2 separate regions of the Zea mays genome follow, and region 1 is linked to region 2. The links are chromatin contacts, called in public Hi-C maps. All regions are on one chromosome and are shown on one strand. Each heading gives the region's core, a stretch centred on a gene start, on an enhancer-like site or on the middle of the called end of the contact. The rest is flanking DNA. Distances are from core to core; before and after follow the strand shown.

Evidence for each region. Hi-C and Micro-C count contacts between places; a contact is called where the count stands out from the background.
Region 1: a Hi-C map of ear shows a contact between it and region 2, with 2.0 times the contacts expected there. The contact joins the promoter of LOC100272833 here to the promoter of LOC100382039 in region 2. A contact is called at or near these places in 3 of 25 Hi-C or Micro-C datasets (ear, endosperm and tassel).

What each region holds. Positions count from the first base shown.
Region 1 is chr10:130,810,594-130,814,912 of Zm-B73-REFERENCE-NAM-5.0, forward strand. It overlaps LOC100272833 (putative protein phosphatase 2C family protein), which reads left to right and starts at 2,821. Exons shown (of 11, transcript NM_001147286.1): 1 at 2,821-2,892.
Region 2 is chr10:130,643,368-130,648,136 of Zm-B73-REFERENCE-NAM-5.0, forward strand. LOC100382039 reads right to left here and starts at 3,303. Exons shown (of 9, transcript NM_001361572.1): 1 at 3,028-3,303; 2 at 2,411-2,482; 3 at 1,288-1,383; 4 at 964-1,185; 5 at 304-401; 6 at 92-179; 7 at 1-20. The coding sequence starts at 3,174.

The DNA of each region.
Region 1 (4,319 bases), core at 1,571-4,070, 170 kb after region 2:
GGGGAACGGGGAGTGCGGGAGATGAAGTTGGCGCTCGAAGCGCCGGACAGGAGCACGCTTGAGGGTGACGAGGTATATGAGCTCCGTCGTCGAAGTAGGGTGCTTATGGAGCCATCAGAGGAGCGCGGCTACCGCACGGACCGTGGCCTCGCAGCGGAGGCGGCTCGTGGGGGTGGATGGAGTGGATGGCATTGCAATTGTTGGTGGTTGTGGAAGGAGTCTGGGAATTGAGATTTGAGAGGAAGGGGATTAGCGGGTTAGGGTTTGGATCGATGCGTGCGTTCATGTCTGCTTGAAGTGTTGGGCCTTATTGACTCGGACCACGAAGCTGATGGCCCGACTTTCGTGAAGGAAGTGAGCCAGAAAATTGCATGCCTCCGCTGGGCTCGGCTCACACTCAGCTCGTATCGTACCAACCGAATGGAGGAGAGTGCAATGAGTTCGCGGAGCGTGGCCGACATGTGGGGCACTGCGGACGCCAAGGCTGATATGCTCGGAAGCCCCACCGTTGGAATTTGGAAACCTGAAAGCATCCCTCACGCAGCCCGAGGCCACGTGCAGGGGAGCACCCCACCTCCAAGTCCACCTCGCTGCCTCCCCTCTCTTGTCTCCTTCTCCCTTCACGATGAGGCAACGACGCAACGTCGTGAGGCTAGGCCGCTAGGGCTAGTACACACCGCGGCTGGCTGGCTGGGCTCCGATGTCCATGTGGTGGCCGCTGTTTGTGGAACGCCATGACACGAGGGTTGGCCAGCCAGGGGCGGAGCCAAGGGGGGCCGGCAGGGGCCATGGCCCCTCCCAAGGCTGCAAGACAGACAAGAATATATATATATATATATATATATATATATATATATATATATATTGTAAATTTTGTATGTCTAAATATATGTGCTTTAAATTTTGTGCAGCACAATTAATCAAATATTTAATATAGTGGTTAGTAATACATGATTCAACTAAAGTTTCAACTAAAGTTGTCACCTTATAATTGGTGTGTACACGACAAAATTGACGTGTACCTGCGTAGTTTGACGAATTTTCATGAATCCTCGAGACTAGTTGGATTTTTGAATTCTCTCAACAAATAGTTAGCTACCTATGAATATTAGAGTCATTGTATAAAAGTTGAATCTTATCAGTCGGATATTCATCGTTATATCGTCTTTATTATTTTGGTATTGTTCTTGCGTCACAACTTTAATTTAATATATCAATTAGCTAGAAAATGGACTCATCCACTAAAATAATCTATAAAGATCTAAAATCCTTATTTCATGTCGAGTGCTTAAACTTGATAATATTATACAATATTTTTTTATCGGATAGTATTGATGAATTGATTGGCCCCCCTTATATCATAATCCTGGCTCCGCCCCTGTGGCCAGCCATTCGTTGTTGCTGGTCATCCGTCTCGCGAGTGTAGCCCACAGAAGCTGCCGCTACCTCGACGCCGGAGCCGTCTGGTGCCGGTGCTGCGATGACCTCGTAAAGGTGCAGCATTGCTCGCTCGCGGGAGGCCGTTGCGCTGCCGCCTCCGCGAGCGGTGGGTGGCATGCCCTAGCCGCTTGACGCGACGAGTGTCAGTTCCAAGTTGTCAGCTTTGGCGCCCGTGTGCGGAATCGTAGGACCACACCAGGTGCTACTCTTACACCAATCCTCGATCGCCTCAAGATTTCTCACGCTGATCATGCATTCATGCTAGCTGTTCTATTTTGATTTTTAGATCCCCAGTGATCGTTGAGCGTATCGAACCTTCCCTCATGCTCACTCCCACATTACAACTATTATCTCTGCCAACCATTAAGTGACACTTTATTTCGCTACAGTTATTATGCCTATGTATTTATGTAACTCTGATCTCGCTACAACTAAGCCTCACGGTACCAATTGATTAAAGTTTGTCCACATAATTTGATGCTTCAATCAATATATATTTAGATCTGAAACGTGCATTTCAAACCTGAAATAAGATAGACAGACAAGGGGAGGAGAATGGAATGCCAAGAGTATCTCCAACAATCTTAAAATGTATGACTCAAATCATAAAAAACAACTCCAATAATATACTATTTTATAATTTTTTTGTCAACAAATATAGGTCACTCAATAAAGTAACCTAAATATATTGCACTCCAAGCTAATGTCATTTTCAACATTTTCTTTTCTAATAATGTTATTCGCTTCTAAAAATATATAAATTAGACTTTAACCGTTGGAGCGCAATTTATTTTTACTATCCTAAACACTTTGAATGATATGGTATTTTTATTTTTGAGCATTATTCTGAGTTACTTTGTTGCTGTAAGGCCTACAGGCTACAGCTGTCGCGGTCAAAAGATAGGCGGCCAGGCGGCTGTAACAAACAGGACAGAGAAATGCCCTCCAAGAAAGAAGTGTGACATAATATCAGCGCACCGTACCGTGTTTCTTTCGAAATTTGGGCTTCACGTCGCCTTAATCCACTTTATCCTATTCGTATTATTAACAAAGAGGGTTAATTGCCGAACCGCATTTTCTTTACTGCACGGCTTGCTATTGATGACAGTGGAATCTGGATTAACCATTTAACCGCCTTCCTGATTGGGCAAGTTAAGAAAAAGTCGGCAAAGGCGGCCACCGGGCTCGCGGCGTGAGCTGTCTGAGCGTGCCGCGTCTGCGCGAGGCCGAGCCGAAGCCGGTGGAGCCGATCCATCGGCGCGTTGCCGCGTTGGCAGGCAGCGCACCCGACTATCCGAGCGAAGCAGGGAGTGGGTGGCGCTGGGTATAAGTGCAAAAGTGACTCTCCCTTGCATGGGACGACCGCATTCTCTTTCCTCTCTCTCGCAGTCTCGCCTCGCCCAACCCAGTCCCTCGCGCGCGCTCTCTCTCCTGCAAGGACCGCCAGGGAAGGTGAGACCGATTTCTGTTCCCTTCCCCAAAACCCCGTCCTCCTCCTCCTCCTCCTCCTCCTTCTAAAGCTCGTAAGACCTCTCTGCCCTCGCGCTGCAATTTCGTCTCACCCGGTGCAATGTTCGTGGTGGTGTTTTGAATTAATGTTGCTGCTGTTTTTCCTTGTCCCCGACCGGATTCCATGCTCGGTGTGCTGGTGATTTTGAATTTGCGAAACCCTGCGAGTTTTCGCCCCGCGTGGGTTTGGTATTGTCGTGAGTTGTTCCTCCGTGTTTTTGGTGCTGTTGGCAGCGTTGTTGCAGTTTGTTGGTTGGTTTTACTGTCCTGGTGGTTTTTGTGGTGGCCAAGGAGGTCGAGGGGGCCGCGGGGGCACCGATATGGCTCCATGGTGATGATCTCCGCTGTCCGCTCGCCTCCCTCCTTCGAACTCGAGCATACAGCTGGTTCTTCTGGTTCTTGTCACCGTCGATCTCTTGACGGCTACTCTTTGCTTTTGTGGGCTAAGGCTTAAATGTGGGAGGTGTGCGGTACTGGTGGGCGCTCTGGTTTGGAGTTCCATTCCCATCCTTCTTCGCAAGGCCCTGGATCTCAGAAACTTTTTGCGCCGTTGTGCCACCAGTTCGGGCTTCGCTTGTGTTGCTGTTGCTTTTCATATGGTGGCTGATTCGGAGCGACAGCGGCTATAGCACCGCGACTCCATGCATGGAGAACTCTATTCGCCTTTCCTCTCGAAAATTCTGACGTCCTTTCATCAACCGTTTATCGTTTAACGCCTCTTGTGTTGTTCTTGCTACTGCTTATGTGCGTCAGAACTCGAGGATAAATCTGCTCATGATCTGTCTAATCTTTTTTGTTTTTGTTTTGGTATCTGTTATGCTCGGCATGTTTGAGAGATCGCTCTTTTTGAATGTGGTCTTAGGGTTTTAGAAACGTGTGGATTTGAACCACTTTTTTCTTATCCCTTTTTCTGTTGATCTCTCGACACTACTGGGCGTGCGATAGGGTCCCTTTTCCTGTTTCCTTGCATTGTGCTCTTTGGCCGAACGTTGGACCTCCATCTTGATTTTCTTTTGCTGAACAATTTCAGATCGTTGTTGCCGTGCCAGCATGCACTGCAAACTGCATGCCGTTTTATTTTCTCCCCCTTGCCTTTTATGTTTATGTCAGGGAGTTGGCATTTCTGGCTTACTATCAGTGTAAGTTAAGCTTGCAAAATCGAGTGTGTTTTCTTGTCTATTACTATAATTTCTTGTCAACAATGTTATGTAGTGGCATATCGCTATGTAGTTACTTCCTGTCAGTAAAGAGTGTAATGCTAAAGCACCACTAAATCATGACTGTTGCTTGTTTCACTTCATCCAGATAAAGTGCCTATACGATTAGTTTGTCATTCAGTATGTTGAAGTAATGATCATCAAAATTCTACA
Region 2 (4,769 bases), core at 2,053-4,552:
AATATGAGATTTATAACATCCTGATCAAGAGCAGTAGGGAAGATGTCAGAAAACAAAAGGCTGTAGACATATGGTGGTAAATAAAACAAACCTTCAAGATATCAGCTGTAGTAATTCCAGCTTCCATTAGTTGACCCTTCAGAAGATCGAATTTCTCTGGTGTAAGTTTGTTCAGTATACTGCATAATTAAGAACAATTAAACAAAAACATAATGGAGAACAAGGAACAGGGAAAGTTTCACTATAGATTAGACAAACAACACACTTCAAAACCCGATTAGGAAGGTAAAATCATTACATTACCCTTTCACTGTTTTCAACACTCTTTCTTTCTCCGAGAGATTGCCTCTTCGGGCTGACCAGGGCACTTCAGCCTTGATAAGAGCAGGGGTAGAGCCAAACTGGAATTTGGTAAAAAGAACAGTGCAATTATGATCCAAAGAGTAGTTACATGAAAAAAATAACAGACGGATCTGCAAAATGGCTATCCCGTCCCACCTATATACATAATGCAGCAATACAGTATGTAAGATAAAAGGCATATATATTGTTCACAATGTCAAACTGGTGTTTTCCGTTACACTTCGTTCTTAGTGCAACATCATGTCATTTGCATGTCCAACATTCGTAGCCAGATTTAGCCTAATCACATGGGGTACTGCAAATTCCTAGGTCAGGCGTTTAGGTAAATAAATGATCCCTACATTAATATAGTGATAGGTCAGAAGAATGAAGTTGGTCTACAAAATTTAACAGAAAGAGTTGCGTCAAACAAGCATTGGTTGTAAATTGGTAGCTAACCAAATCAGTTTCATGTTGTGACCACAGAGCAAAATAAAATATGCAAAATATAAAAAGCACAGGCAAATAATCAAAATGCAAGGAAGAAAACAAATAATGGAATAGTAAGATGGAACGGGGAAAATAACTAGTAGAGGTGTTCATACACTCCTTTGAATGTACCTGAGCTTTCGAAGCAAACTGGGAGCTTAACTGATCTTGTCTGTTAGCTTGCTCTTGTTGCCTACCACTAGAGGTGTAGGCTTCTTTAGCCTCGCGTATGTTGTCCCAAGATTTCTCTTCATTAGCCGAAGGCGGTTGTGCAGACCGTGCACGCCAATCACGATTATCCGTCTCAGCATACCGATTCTGTGCTTGTGTTTGACCTTGGACTTGTCCTTGAACCTGAAAATTGCATTTCAATGGTTTAATAAAACAGAATCTTGTGAATATTTGAGAAAATAAGAAGGTAAAAGAAAAGACACCAGCAGAAGGTGAGGGGCTCACAGCTGAATCATTGTGAATCCAGGTCTGATCTTCACCATGAAGCTCTATATCAATCTCTTGCTTGAGCCTTAAAATGTCCTCAGACACATCAACAAGCTGCCAAGAACGGGAAGACCCATAATCAGTATATGGAAATTTGACGAACTGTATACATACCACATGATTCCCAATCACAAACATGGATCATTAATTTATCTAACGTCCATGTCATAGGAAATGTGCCTCCAAAAAAAGATAACCAAGTCTTTATATCTAGACCCATCCAGCCTTTCCAGTTGTCACCCTCTTCAAATTAGAACTATCCATATTCGGGTACACGTAGGAGCTTAAAAATTCAAATTAAATGAAGTCATCTAAAATTGCTACTGACAAGAGAGAAACCCAATCAGCTATGAAGCTTCATGCATTTCTGTTTGACACCTACATATGCAACTTCATCAGCATCCATCTACTGTGAATGCCTCTACATCCATCCTGAGTTTTCTTTAGTTCAGAAAAGTAGACCGACTTTGGATACAGCACTGACTCCAAAATATAAATTTCACAGAGACGTACAAGCGCCAAAGTGTTTACTTAACAAAAAGAAGAAACTGAAAGTGCTACTAACAGAATGGTCATACACCATATTCTTCAGAGCAATATAGAAACTGCTGTAAAAACTATTGGCCGAAGTTGTCATGTTACTGCACAAACACTTAAGAGTAGCATTCACTTGCAAGAGGGGGGCATTTTCTCAAAAAATGTATGCTCTTTTTGCCACAGCTACATTATATGATATACAAGATATTCAAAGAGAATCTCTGCAAACTTCAGATATGACAAGCTACATTATATCAGTGTTATCCTAAACGCTAAACGGTAAACAGTCGGTCATCCTCTGTTTAGCATTTAATCAGACTACACGGGCGTTTAAACGGACTAAAAACGGATTATACGGGATTAAACGGCATAAACAGCCAACACAGTTAGCTACTGAGCAGCGTTTAAACAGCGTGTAAACGGTCTAAACGGCCGTTTAGGATAAAATAGCATTATATACACTGTTCTTTAAAACCATAAAATGACACATCTAAGAAGACATCTGCAGAAATTTGTTTTGTATGAATTATCAGATATTAAGTACCTCACGCAGCTCGAGAAGTTGATCTCTTGTGTAACGAACACGCTCACGTGGCTCAAAATGTGAATCACCGATCTGTACCAAAATATTAGCAATGTCAGGGTAGCACAAATGAGTCTACAGATCCATTGTAACTTCACACTAGCTATAGTATGTGATAAATTGAAGAAAACAAACCCAGTCGAAGCAGAGTGCAGTGTACAAAACAGTTGAGCCTACTGAGAACAAGTCCATGTGTGAAATAAACAGCATAGCAATGAAAGAAAGACTCGTGTTAACTGCTTAGCCACACAATATAGTATCCCAAGGACCACATACATGTGGAAGTGGAGCCCTAGGAGTTGAATCCCTGGGTAGGAGCATGTCATGCATCAGAATCTACCTAATCGCATATCAGGTAGTATCAATCATTTGGTACGCATCAACACCTCATAAGTAAAAACTCATTAAGAGGCGTGGAGACTACTAAATCTGGACGCGCCACCAAGAAGTCTACAATTAACTAGTCCCCTAACAAGGAGATCCGATCGTTTGCCCCGGATCTCCACCTACCGCCCGCCACAAACCAATCGAACCCGCTACGTACAGCAAGCCATCCATCCAGATCGAGCTTTCCTCACCTTGGAGATGCCGGAGGCGCCACCGACGTGCAGGCGGAGGAAGTCTCCGGAAACGGAGGTGGCAAAGGCGGGGGAGAAGAGGCGGCCGGCGCGCGGGCCGCCGCCGCCGCCGGGGCGCAAGCTGATCACAGGCTGATCCGACTGCATGCTTGAGGAGAGAGAATCCGACCAGAAAGCGAATCACGCGGGAGTCGATCAAGGAATCGGCGAGCGCGCGGGGGGAAATCGCAGAGGAATCGAAGGTGGTGTCGGGAGGGTGGAAGGGTTCCGTCTGCGACCCCTCTTTCGAGGTAGATATGAGACGGGAAGGGAGACGGGACGAGGTGGGTTTTATCGGTGGAGCTAGGGCTGTGGGGCTGTATCGTAGTTTGATACGGAGTGGTGAGGGTAGTTTCGTCATTGCGTCCAAGGTTTTGCCAACGAGGCTTGCATCCGACGGTCCTCCGAGGAACCCTTGCTGGCGTGCGCTCGTTCGGGCGGTGACGGGTAATGACGGTTCTGACCAGGTGAGATGGGGATATTTGCAGCTGGGTACCCTTTTGGAGCTGGGCAGGGATGTTATCTCGTCTCCAGCAATACGCCGGTTGGAACCGGCCGTTACTAATATTCTTTTTTAATCTATGGCGAAAATCTCTACTACTATTCCTACTACTATTAAGAAAGCAAAGTAAACGCCTCGTGCGATACCATGGTTACGCCCGTCTCCGCCCTCATCTGCCCCGCCCGCGATGGTAATCACCAAGTCCCCCTCCTCTGCGGCGTTTACCCCAATCTGCCATTCCCACGCCACGAAAGGATCATGCTCCTCCAATGCCCACGGCCACTCCCCAGCGCCGCGCCACCCCCCTCCGCTTCACGCACGACACCAGATCTGCGACGGCGGCTGGTGGACGCCACGCCGCACGTGACGGTGGGTGGCGCTCCACTTTCCGTGCTGTGGCGGTTCGAATACTGACCGCAGCTCACGCCCCTCCCTCCTCTTTTGTCCCTGCAGTGAGGCGGATCCTGCCTAGCCGTGCCAGCCCGGTGGCGATGAGCGTAAGCGGGCGATGGACGACTGCGTCCCCCTACACTTGCTCCTGAGGTACCTACCACTACCAGTTGTGCCGGGTTTCCCTTCCGGCCTTCTCTGCCTTGTCCACGTTCGGTTCTCAACTCACTCTGACGAAGACACACAAAGGAGGGGTCCGTCTAGCTTCTTCTTTGGTAGGTCTCGGTCATCCGTCAACCTGCAGGACGCGACGTCGGCGGTGAGCAGCGCCCGCGACCTGGCCAAGCCAGAGAACCCATTCAACAAGCGCGCGGCAGGTGCTCTAGTACTGCTCCATACGGAGGGTCGCGTCCACCACCTTGCTCAACGCGCTACAGCCCACAGCCAGCGACGACTGCAGTGGCTAGCTAGCTGATGAACGAGTCAACCGTTGGGTACGGGTGCAAACCAAGGAGGACGTACGGGTTACTACACATCAAGTAAGGCATATTTGTTGTTATGATAAGTGCACTCAAACAAGATGTTGTGGGTATAATCAAGCGAAATTGGAAGTCATGAGTTTCTATATGTTCTAAGGACTTGTTCGTTTGTTCAGGAATGGACCAGAAATCATTCCAGCTGATCAAAACTTATATAAATTAGAGAAACAAACCGGCTAAGAATTGTTCCATGTCTCCATTCCCGAAGAAACGAACGACCCCTAAGTGAGATTTCTAAATCGTATACTCCTGTCTCGGGATTATATATGATA